2 separate regions of the Oryctolagus cuniculus genome follow, and region 1 is linked to region 2. A link is a contact called in public Micro-C data. All regions are on one chromosome and are shown on one strand. Each heading gives the region's core, a stretch centred on a gene start, on an enhancer-like site or on the middle of the called end of the contact. The rest is flanking DNA. Distances are from core to core; before and after follow the strand shown.

Evidence for each region. Hi-C and Micro-C count contacts between places; a contact is called where the count stands out from the background.
Region 1: a contact with region 2 is called in a Micro-C map of ear pinna, with 8 times the contacts expected there. The contact joins the promoter of MYNN here to the promoter of SKIL in region 2. A contact is called at or near these places in 2 of 6 Hi-C or Micro-C datasets (ear pinna and an unstated tissue).

Annotation. Positions count from the first base shown.
Region 1 is chr4:110,532,430-110,537,748 of mOryCun1.1, forward strand. It overlaps MYNN (myoneurin), which reads right to left and starts at 2,435. Exons shown (of 7, transcript XM_002716387.5): 1 at 1,703-2,435; 2 at 605-901. The coding sequence starts at 870. ACTRT3 (actin related protein T3) reads left to right here and starts at 3,610. Exons shown (of 3, transcript XM_070072540.1): 1 at 3,610-3,718; 2 at 4,024-4,554. The coding sequence starts at 4,355. TRNAV-AAC (transfer RNA valine (anticodon AAC)) reads right to left here and starts at 3,279; the gene lies at 3,207-3,279.
Region 2 is chr4:109,931,698-109,937,297 of mOryCun1.1, forward strand. It overlaps SKIL (SKI like proto-oncogene), which reads right to left and starts at 3,159. Exons shown (of 7, transcript XM_070072528.1): 1 at 3,050-3,159; 2 at 1-422. LOC103350448 (a long non-coding RNA gene) reads left to right here. Exons shown (of 4, transcript XR_007924601.2): 4 at 5,197-5,600.

The DNA of each region.
Region 1 (5,319 bases), core at 1,185-3,684, 600 kb after region 2:
AATATAAAGACCAAAATGCAAAGGGCAACTGTCATTCACTAAGAATTCATTTTGTCTGATACTCAAGTTTACATAACTGAAACCGCAGGCTTCATTTCAGTGATGTGTCAGAATCTTACTGTTTAAAACGCCATTTTTGTACTTATCAAATATCTGCTCATCTCAAATCAGTGATACTGACATCTTCATTAAAACAAACACCATGGAGGGGCCTGCACTGTGGTATAAGGGGTGGAACCAAGGACTGTGGCACCAGCATCCCATATGGACACCAGTTTGAGATCTGGCTGCTCTGCTTCCGATCCAGCTCCCTGCTAAATGCACCTGGGAAAGCAGTGGAAGATGGCCCAAGTCCTTGGACCCTGCACTCAGGTGGGAGACCTGTGGCTACGGAGCCATTTCGGTCATTTGGGGAGTGAACCAGCGGATGAAGATCTCGCTCTAGCTCTGGCTTTCAAATAAATAAAATCTTGACACACACACATACACGCTCAGTGTGCATAAATATCTGAAGACTGAGTTCAGAGACTGAAAAAAAAATACAAATCACTTTAGCTCTAAAGACTACTGACTAGTATAACTGGAAATAAAATGTGTACTTTACCTGTCAAGATTTAAAGTTCCTGTGTATATAAACTCCAGGAGTTTCTGAAATCCATCAGCCTTCACCTGACTCTGGTCAAGAAAGACATTGTTTTCAGATGTGCTTCTGTAGATTGCACCAAAATACTCGCTAAAAGACGCTAGCACATTCCTATGAGCCTTAAACTGGAATTCCCCAATCACTATGGTGCAGTCACAAAGGAAACCTGCCTCCCGCTGTTTGTTCAGTCTCTCTAAAAGGTGCTCACAGTGGTGCGAATACTGCATTTTGGTATCAGAATGGACTTTTACTCTTGATCTAAAAGACAGAAACAAACAGTGAATCAGCAACCGTAAGTTTTACTCAAACATTCACACAAGCAATTGGTAGGAGTGAAAAAGGACAGGGGCCATACCCTGAACCAGAATAAAGTTAGTTCTCCATTTATCCCCCCTGAAAATCCTTCTCAAACATACACGGTAAGAATGAGGCCACTATCAGCGCCTTTCCGTCTCTATATCATCTGAGACACTAATGCAATCTTTTGGACACACAATAAGTGGCGATGAATGAAACAATTTCAGAAGCTGACAAGGGCTGCAAATTTTCACTTTTTCACTAGCTGAACCCTCAATAGACAAGCATGTTAAGTCACTTAGAAATGATTCCCTGGGACAGCACGGGGACGAACATGGCATGAGTTTCAAAAATCTGCTCTCAAATCGCCCAAACCCGTTCGCCGGCCGCGGTGTCTCCGAAACGCGAGGCGGCCACTGGGCGAATGCGCCGGGCCACGGGTTGTCAAAGGCTCTGTCACTGGCTCCGAGGCGGCCACACCCCCTCCCCTCCCTCTCGCTCCTCATCGAGCGTCATCGGAGAGTGACAACCAAAGCGACAGCCTTGGTGGCTTCGGCTGCCCTGCCCTGTCCTCCGCCCAGCTCCCACTCCCGCGAGTTCCCACGGCAGAGGTTGTGGCCAAGGCCACCACCGGGGCTGCTTCGCCCAAGCCTTCCCACCTTCGCCCCGGCCCGTGCTCGAACCACAAGGAGCCGCCCCCACAATGGCCCTGCATTTGGGGTGGGCGGGAATGGTGGGCTTGGGGGTGAAGTCGGAACTCACCGCTAGCAACCCAAGCGGGAACACAGTTTCCTCACTCTCTCTCCGCCATCTTGGGAGGACGTCACCGCGCCACGCTCCGCCTCTCCCTTCTTCCTCCACGTCTGCGTCACATCCGGGTGTGTCGTCCGGCAACGGCGCAGGAGGTTCTGGGGCGGTAGAGGGCCGACGCCAGCCGGGGCCAGCGGGCTGGCCCCGCGACCCCACTCCCCGGCATGCCAGGGCTGCCTCGAAACAGCAGGCGTCATGGACCCGACAGCTGAGGGTTATCTCACAGCTCGTCTTTCTGGTTCTGAGCGTTCTGGCCGGCCAACAGTCGGCACCTCGCGCTCGGCCGGGCTCCTGGACGGAAGCCGGGGAGCGCCGCGCCCCGGGCCGCGCTCCCACAGCCAAGCTGCGCACTGCATGCTGGGGCTTGTAGTCGCTCGCCGTCTCCCATCGTCACCCCCTTTCCTCGGGCCCCCCCAGTGGGAACAGCTGCTTTGTGTACTCGGGCTGAAGGTCCGGGGGGCTCGTCTGATCGGAGACGGATCACCCCTATCCCCTCTACGTACCCGGAAGGTCTTTGGATCCCCTGGGTTTTGTTTGCATCAGCCAACGAGAGATGAGTTTCCAGGATACCCTTACCTGGTGTCAGAAGTCCGAGATGCGCGAAACCCAAAGCAGAGGGGCACACGGGCATGCGCAACATTAGAGGGAGGTGGGTTTTACACCGGAAAAGGTTTGCCGGCGTCTGGAACTGGAGAAATTTTAATGCAATTATTTACATCTTATTCAGATTTTGTAACAGTGAGGAAAAAGGCACCGCTTGGGCCGGTAATATGCGGAAGTATCAGAAACAAGTCTTGCAAAGGTGGATTTTCCCCTCGTATCTGTGGACATCGTAAATATCAGAAAACCAAGGGATGATTGGCTAAAAGTCTTTTGTCGTGGCCGAAAGAGACTATTGAAAAAAAAAATGGGATTCAATTTGTCTCTTTTGAGACAACCCCCACCCCCTTGCTTTCTATAAATTCCTCTCTTCCTGGTAAGAAACATTTTAAAATAAAATGCACATCCGTTGTGTTCATAAGGAAAAACTGGAGTTGCACCCTTATTGTTTTTATCTTTCCGAGTATAATTTTGAGAGCTCCCTTTGTCGTCAGAATCCTTTCCGACAATTTTAATTCAGAAATACTTGTGGACCTAGCTATCAAGCAGGACAGCTAGGATAGAGAATAAAACATGGTCTCCTGGCGTTTAGGGGAAAAGGTGATCTAGAAGGGAAAGCTGTGGAAAATCTAGTGGCATACTACAAAGAATATGTAGTAGGAGACTGGCTCACAGTTTTCATACTGTTTGAGCTGCCCTTCTGCGCGCTTCTTTCAGCGATAGACTCTGAGTCGAACTCATGTTTTTAAAATCCGGGTCCTTCTTCCATATGGCAAGATTTCCGTGAAAACATTTGAAAGTTCAAATTCTCAGCAATCAAGAAAGGGAAAAAAGGTAAGGGGAAAGAAAACGTTATTGTTTCCGCCCGGTTTCGAACCGGGGACCTTTCGCGTGTTAGGCGAACGTGATAACCACTACACTACGGAAACCACCCTGCTCCACAGTGCTCAGGAAGTCCTTGATATACTTTCAGCACATGTACGTAGGCTGTTTCAACATGCAGAATCAGTTGTAATTTTTAACAGGATGCAAAGAAACACCGCGAAACGTGAAAACAACCGCATGTCCAACCGAACTGTTTCCAAAGTGTGAATCTGCGTACGAAATCCCCGTGTGCTGCGGTAGACACCAGGCACCTGCTGACTTCGTTCCCTTGAGCACTCTTTCTTCCCGAGACCGAAGCGTTTCCATTATGGGTCCTTCCCCTGCGAGGCGCTGCCCAGTCCCGAGGGCGAGCTGCGGGCAGCGTCCAGCGCCGCCGCTCGGATTCGGCCCTTCACCGAGGGACGCCTGAATGACTCGGGCATTTCCTCCTCGCGCTTCCGAAGAGGTTCCAGTTTGCGCGCCTGTTTGAAAACCCGCCAAAGGGTGTGCAAAATCAGAGGCTTTGGGACAACCAGTGTGGTTTATTTTTTTTTTTTTTTCCTTTCTTCTCCTGAGCTTCCCGCGACCTAAAAGGATCTCACTTGTCTGCAAAGGGGGAGGGAGACTCGTCCTTGGGATTAAAACTCAAGGCTAGGGAATGAGAATGAGTTTTCGGATGACAGCGGGGAATTTAATGCAACGTGAGAGGTCTACCATTTGACTTGCGTACATTTCGGTTACGAATGAAAGGAAAGATGTTCCCTGCTTCCCCGCACACTGTCTAATCTCATTCCTTCTCGGTTCTCCAGGCTTCCCACAGGCCCCGGGACGTTCGGACACCTGTGAAGCAGAATTCAATGGCTGAGGGAAATGAAACTGTTTTCGCGGCTCTGCGGGGTGTGCGGGAGGTGCACTCGTGAAGAGTGAGATTCGTTTCCTGGGAAGGAAAGTGGGATTTTCCTGATCAGGATATTCCCGCACTCGGGGGCTGGGGTGGCTGCACTGGGCGCTCCCGACCCAGGGCCTGCGCTCGGGCCCAGGCTGCCTCAGGCCGTGAGGGGCCTCTGTGACGCGGCATTCCAGGCCGAGGGACCCCCGAGCCCGCAGACTGAGCGGCCTGGCGGCCGGGGCGGCGGCGGCATGAACTATGAGCACCTTCCCGTGGTGATCGACAATGGCTCGGGGGTGATCAAGGCGGGTATGGCCGGGAGCCGCGAGCCCCAGTTTGTCTACCCCAACATTGTGGGCCGCGCCAAGGGCCAGAACTGGGCGGTCGAGGGCGCGCAAGAGCTGTGCGTGGGCGACCAGGCGCAGGACCGGAGAAGCTCGCTGTCCATCAGGTACTGCCTCCCGGTGGCCGGCGACCGGGCGCAGGGGTGCCGGGCGGGCGGAGGCCGGGAGGCGGCCACCGCCAGAGCGCCCCGTCTCGGGGGCCGCAGGGAGGGCCTGCCAAGGCGCGGCCACCCAGCCCCGGCGGGTCCGGGACATCCGACGACCCAAAGGTACTCGCTCACTGTACTACAGAGAAGTGTCCAAACGTGGACACGAAGACTGACGGATGTTAGCTAATTCCTGGTAGCTGCTGACATTTGGGGTTTTACTCTTTAATTAAATGAGATAAAGAAAGTATACTGTAATGTAGGAAGTTCCCAGTTTTACAAGAAAAAGGCAAAGGGACAACATTGTAGCCCAGGGGATTAAGCCGATTAGAGTCCCAGCTGTATCACTTCGATCCAGCTCCCTGCTAATGGGCCTGGGAAAGCAGCAAAAGATGGCCCAGGTGCCCAGGCGCTTGCAACCCACGTGGGAGACCCAATGGAGCTCCAGGCTCCTGGCTTCCACTTTAGCCTGGTCCAGCTCTGGCTGTTATGGCCATTTGCGAAGTGACCCAGTAGATGAAGATTTCTCTCTCTCTCTCAATCTCTCTCTTTCTGCCTTTCAAACTTACAATTTTAAAAACAACAAAGAGAGAAACTGGTAAGCAAGAAATAACGGTACAAGAAGGTAGTATCTGTGCTCATTTTTGCACCACTATCTTCTCTGAGGGGCTGTGGCAGGTGCTGTTCATGAAGGGACATTGCGAATAAACACAGGGACTAGGAACA
Region 2 (5,600 bases), core at 1,909-4,408:
CACACCTCTGAAGAAACCTTTCTTTTCTTGAATTCTTCAGGCACATTTAGCAAAACAAAGTTACCAATTTCTCAAGTCAAGATATCCAGATTCAATGCAATTGTCTGGTTTGGTTCTTTTAAAGTAAAACACATGGAAGGCTCATTCCATCACTTGTGCAATAAAATCTAGACTCAAGCACAAGTCAAAACGATGTAACCAGATTCATTTCTGCCGCTGACACCATAAAGGTGTTGGGGTAAGTATTAGTTCCTCTAAAATGATGGCATTAGCCTGTGTTGGCAAAATGAAGACTTGTATAAATCCTCACACCAGTAGGAAAAGCCTTTAACTCCACTAAACGTTCATAATTCAAATTGATATTTAATGAAAAATTGCCCAGTTATCTTCAGGGATTACAGTTCATTCTTCTTTTAATTAATCTGGAAGAAAAAAAGGGGAATGAAATCTGAATTTGTTCCAGAGGCCAAAGGGTCAATTTGAAATCAGTTTCTTAATCTTAAACTGTGTTCACTTTACCAAAGGTGACACTTGAGTAATTTCTTTAATAACAGTTAACTAGAAGAACACTTATTTAAATAGAAAAGCAATTTGTAAAGCAGGGAAAGGAGCAAGACTATCCCTCAAAAAGAGAAAGACTACTCAAATTCAGGATACGAAGAACCTTAAACAGATCATCCGAACTAAAACTCAGTACCGGAGGCTTTGTCAACCGCAACACTTAACTAAAAAAAATCCATTACTTCCTCTCCTAATAAAAAAAAAAAAAAAAAAAAAAAGGCGGCTCAATCCGAAAAAATCATATCCAAGTTACTGTATCTACCATATGTAACTAAGTTACAGTTTTAAGTGCATTAATTCATCCAGTTAGGGTAAATTATTCTTCTGGAATGACTGCAGGCAAAAATTAACTTTCCCTTTAAAGGTTAGCGAATTTGCTTAATGGAAGCCAAAAGCGAGAGAGACTCCAAGCCTGGGAATCTCCATCCTTGAACAAGACTAATCCGGGACAAAAAGCACAAGGCAGACAGACCTTACAAAGAATGCAAATGGAGGAGGAGGGAAAAAGAAAAGATTCCCCTTCCACTTCCTTCTTGAGAGAAAATCCCAAAGAAATCCAATAAACCGAAATTTTTGCTTCCCAAACTCCCCGCAATTACCTTAAAACCCAAAGGATTAAGGACGAAAGCTAACTACCCACCGTACCGACTGTCGCCACCTCAGGGACACCTCAGCCAGCCCTGGCCTAAGGAGAGAGTAGGAGGGCATGACCTAGACCCGGGGCGCCCCTAAAACCCCGCAGTCCTCAGCCCACGTACCGCCACCCGCCCTGTTCTCACCTGAAGTGGGGGAAGGACCCGGGACCCGGGACGCCCGGGGGCGCTCGAGGAGGTGCAGGGAAGTACAGGGAGGAGTCCCCCAGCCCCCACCCGCGAAGGAGGGTAACCCCAAGTGCTCTCCCAACACCGCCCCACTGCGGGGGCCGCGGGCAGGACGGTGGAAATCCCCCGCGCGCCCTCGCCCCGGGAAGTTCTGGGGTGTTACCCCGGCGTCCCCAAGCTGCGCACCCCCCTCCGCCCGCCCGCCCCGGGCCAGGGAGAAGAGGGGACCGCGAGCAGGTCCGGCGCCAAGCTCGCATCGCGCGCCGCCAGGCGCTGACCGCCCGGGTCGAGCCCAGGGCATCCCCGCCGAGCACAGACGGGCGGGGGGAGGAGAGGAGCAGGCGGTGACGGGCGTCCCGGTCGCCGGGGTCCTGACGGCTCAGGTCAAGTGCAGGGCCCTCCCCCCGCCGGCGCCCACCGTCCGAGGTCAGGGAAGCGCGATCCGCCCCGGGACCCCCCACCCCGCGCCCCGCTCTGGCTCCGACCCCACCCGGGACCCCGCGCATCAGGACCCCCTGACTCCGGCCTCTTCGCCTGGAGGAGCCCGACGAGCTTTGTTAACTCCTCACAGCCCCAGTGGCCCCGTCAGACTCCCCGGAGGCCGCGAGCCCCTTGCCTCCCACAGCGCGCCCCTCGCGAGCCGGAGCCGCACCTGTGCCCGCCGCCGCCGCCGTCGCCGCTCGCCCGCTCCCTTCGGCAGTGCCGGCGCCGCTCCGAACCCCACACACATCGCTACACACAGCCCTCTGACGTCACCGAGCCCTCGGCCCGCCCACGTCACTGCGGAGACACTCGGCTTCCCGCAGACGCCGCCGCCGTCTCCGGCCGCCCGGGGGAGAGCGAGGGCGGCGGGGAGGGGGGAAGGGCGGGGCACGGAGCCAGCGGCGGCGCCGCGCGCGCGCGCGCGCACAGGCCCGCCGGCGTCGCCGTGGCCGCCAGCTGGCGGCTCCCGACCCCCCACCCCACCCCGGGGACGCGCGCGCCGTCTGGCCTATTGTAGCTCCTCGGGGCACCCCTGGCAGGGTCCGCGCGCGCGCGCGCCCCTCCCCCCAGGCGCGCGCCCGGCGCTCCTGGCCTCGCGCGCCGTCTGGGCGGCTGGCGCGCGGCGCTGTCTGCGGTGCACCCGGCGCAGACAGGATGTTCCCTCCCCGCCCCACCCCCACCGCCGCCCGCCCTCCTTCCTTCCTCGAGTCGCCCAGCCGGCTGTCTGGGGCCGCCAGCGCCCCGCCCCCGCCCCACCCGCCGCTCTGTGGTGACGGGCCAGACCCGGGGGCGCCCTGCCGCTCGGCCGCCGCGGGACAGGGAGGGAGGGGCAGGGCGGCCGCGCGGTGCACTGTGCGCGACCCCAGCAGCCGGCAGGGCGGAGGCAGGACCCGCCCGGCACCGCGCCGCCGCCCGAGGTCAGGCGCGGGCGACCCTCCCCCCGCGGGGCCGCAGCTGCGCCGCGCCGCCCCGCCCCGGAGGTAGCCGGGCGGCGGCCGCCCCGCAGCGCCCCTCGTGCTGGCGCGGTCCCCCGGGCCCGCCGCGCAGCCGCCCCCGCCCCCGCGGGGCCTCCCGCCCCGGCCGCCCCTCGCCCCCGCGGGGCCTCCTGCCCCGGCCGCCCCGCCAGCTGCCAGCGCGCCTCCCTGCCCCGGCGGCCTCCACCCAGACGCCTTCCCGGGGCTGACCTGCGGCCGCCGCCGGGCCGGGCCGGGCCGGGCGGGAGGGGTGGCCAAAGTTCTGGCACCTCCGAGAGAACACATTTCTGAGCCGACTTCGCAGCCTCCTGCCCCGCCCCACCCGAAGACACTCTCGGTTTCGGAAGGGAGCTGTAAATTACATGTTTTTACAGTTTTACTGAGGGCTGGCGGGCGGGGAGACGAGATGAGGTGGGGCGGAAGACGCGACTTTCGGAGCCCGGGCTGTGGCCGCGGGGGACGTGCGGGGTGGTCTTCTGGTACGCGGTCCCCGGCAGCCACTTAGCATACTGAAGTCTGCGGAGCTGTTCCGTCATATTTGGAAACACCAAGAAATCCCCTTTTCTTCACCCCACCGCAAGATCGAGAACTGAAATGGCCCACCGAGTAGCCGGGGACAGGAGACTCCGGCTTCGCCCCCACCCCACCCTCCCCCATCTTCTCTAAATTTTTCTTAGTTTTACTGGCTCAGGGTGGCTCACATGGGGGACCCTATTTGGAGTCGACCGACTGGGAATACTACTGCTACGCTCGTCCATCTCTCCCCCGCCCCTTTCCTCACGACGGGTCCATCAAAGGCTCCTAAGCCCCTCACCCCGCCCGCAGCCTAGGTTCCCTGCCCGACGCCCCCGTCGCCATGCCCCTAGGTCGCGCCCCTTCTACCACCCCCCACCTTTGCCGCCTCCTTGCCTGCCTCCTTTTCTGAACATGAATAATTCCACAGCACTTCCCATCTGTTATTGCCATAGAGACAGAAGCTCGGCAAAGATAATGATGTTCTGTGCAGAGCCAGTGGGGGGAGAGCAGCATCTGCGAGTCTGGGGGGATAGATTTTCTCGCCTCGAGAACATTCGCAAGGCCTGTCTGAAGATCCAGTGAGAAACACTGGGCAGTCCTGAGACGTGGCTCCTGGTCAGCGCTGGGCGCTGGGCTCCTGTGTCTAATGAAAAGAATTTTTAGGAACCAAGACGACTGGTTAAAAAAAAAAAAAGTGATTCCCAAACTGCAATTAATGGCAAATGTGGAGTAGTCCATTACAGCCATAGAAATAACTGGCTAGCCTGTCCAAAGGCTTACGAAGCAATATAAATTGGGCAGGAAATAGACTTTTGGAAATCAAGCACCTTATCTCCCTTCCGTGTTCGGATTGGCTTTCCCCAGGAATCTGTTTTTGAGGACAGGCTCTTTGCCGGTGATTTTATGTATGATGGTTTGAGAAACAGTTATGGGCAAATGTGGCTGGACCCAGTCAAGCTTTGAGAGCATGTTTTTTTCCCCATCAGTCGTCAAAGTACAAAATGTACCAAATTAAAATTCAGTTTGCCCTTGAAATCCCAAAGTCTTGGCCTCAAAGGTACAGGTTTGGACGCAAGTGAAACTGAGCAGGGTACATTTGCATAGATCCGAAGCAGATGGCCAGACACTTGCTAAGCCGCGTTTTTGCAGGCCTTCTGAAAGATTTTCAGAATTGATCAGTAAAATTGATTGTATAACATGAAAAGAAAATCGCTGAAAATAAATAATGGTTCTTTATCCAAAAAAGAAGATTGATCAGACGCAGAAAACACAGGCCTTGGAAAAAAAAATAAGCACGTTGAGGTAATGAATGTTGTAATTCCACATACTGATGGCCTTTATCAGCGGGGAAGTCAGCTTCAGGACTGGTCAGGAAATAGCTAGGAGATGGCTCGGATGGCCCCCTGCCACTCCTTCCTGACTGGGAGGGTGGGCCTGTGTGCTTGTGAGAATTCCAAAGGACCGAGGGGCTACCCTTTATTCCTTCTTCTCCCATTTAGTACAATAAAGAGCAAAATTCACCGGGAACTAGGAGATCTAGAATTTCTCCTTCAGCCCTCATGGCTGGCTGATACTAAAAACCAAGAATGTGGAGGTTACACCTTTGAAGGCCAGTTCTGGCCTGTGACTTGACAAAATAGTTTGGAACAAATGCTTTCCTTTTGTCTTCACTTACTGATCTACCAGTAATGACCTGCTAATATTAATTACAAATAATATGAAAATAAGGGATACAGTAGGATGAAAAGCTCAAATTGTGTTTACAGAGGAGGAGGGGAAAAAATATCAAATGCTAATTCAGCATACAATCGCTGTTTTGTGTTTTTCCTTTGTCGTTCCAGGCTGTTTTCCAAAGAAGAGAAACCACTTGTAGCTCGGTGATCCTTCTGCCCTTGCTTCCTTAATCCTCAACAACAAAAATTTGAAATTGTTTTTTTTAGCAGCAAATCACATGCTAGGAGATCCTTCAGTTTCACAAAAGAATCTTAACCGTTTCTTTCTCCACCTCATTTTTTGCTGCAGCTTTTCATTTCTATCTATTTGTCAGGATGATGATGGCCTTTCACTTCTTCAGAGCACTTTTAGTCTTCTTCCTTCTTGCCCAGTATTTGTTCAGTCCTGCTGGTCCCAGCCAGTGTAAAGTCCCCTCCCCTCATTAAGTAGGCTTGCTCCTCAGTACTGCTTTTTCCTCTGATCTGCCAAGTCAATACTGGACCTACAAGGTCCCAAGTCCCATTTTCATGCC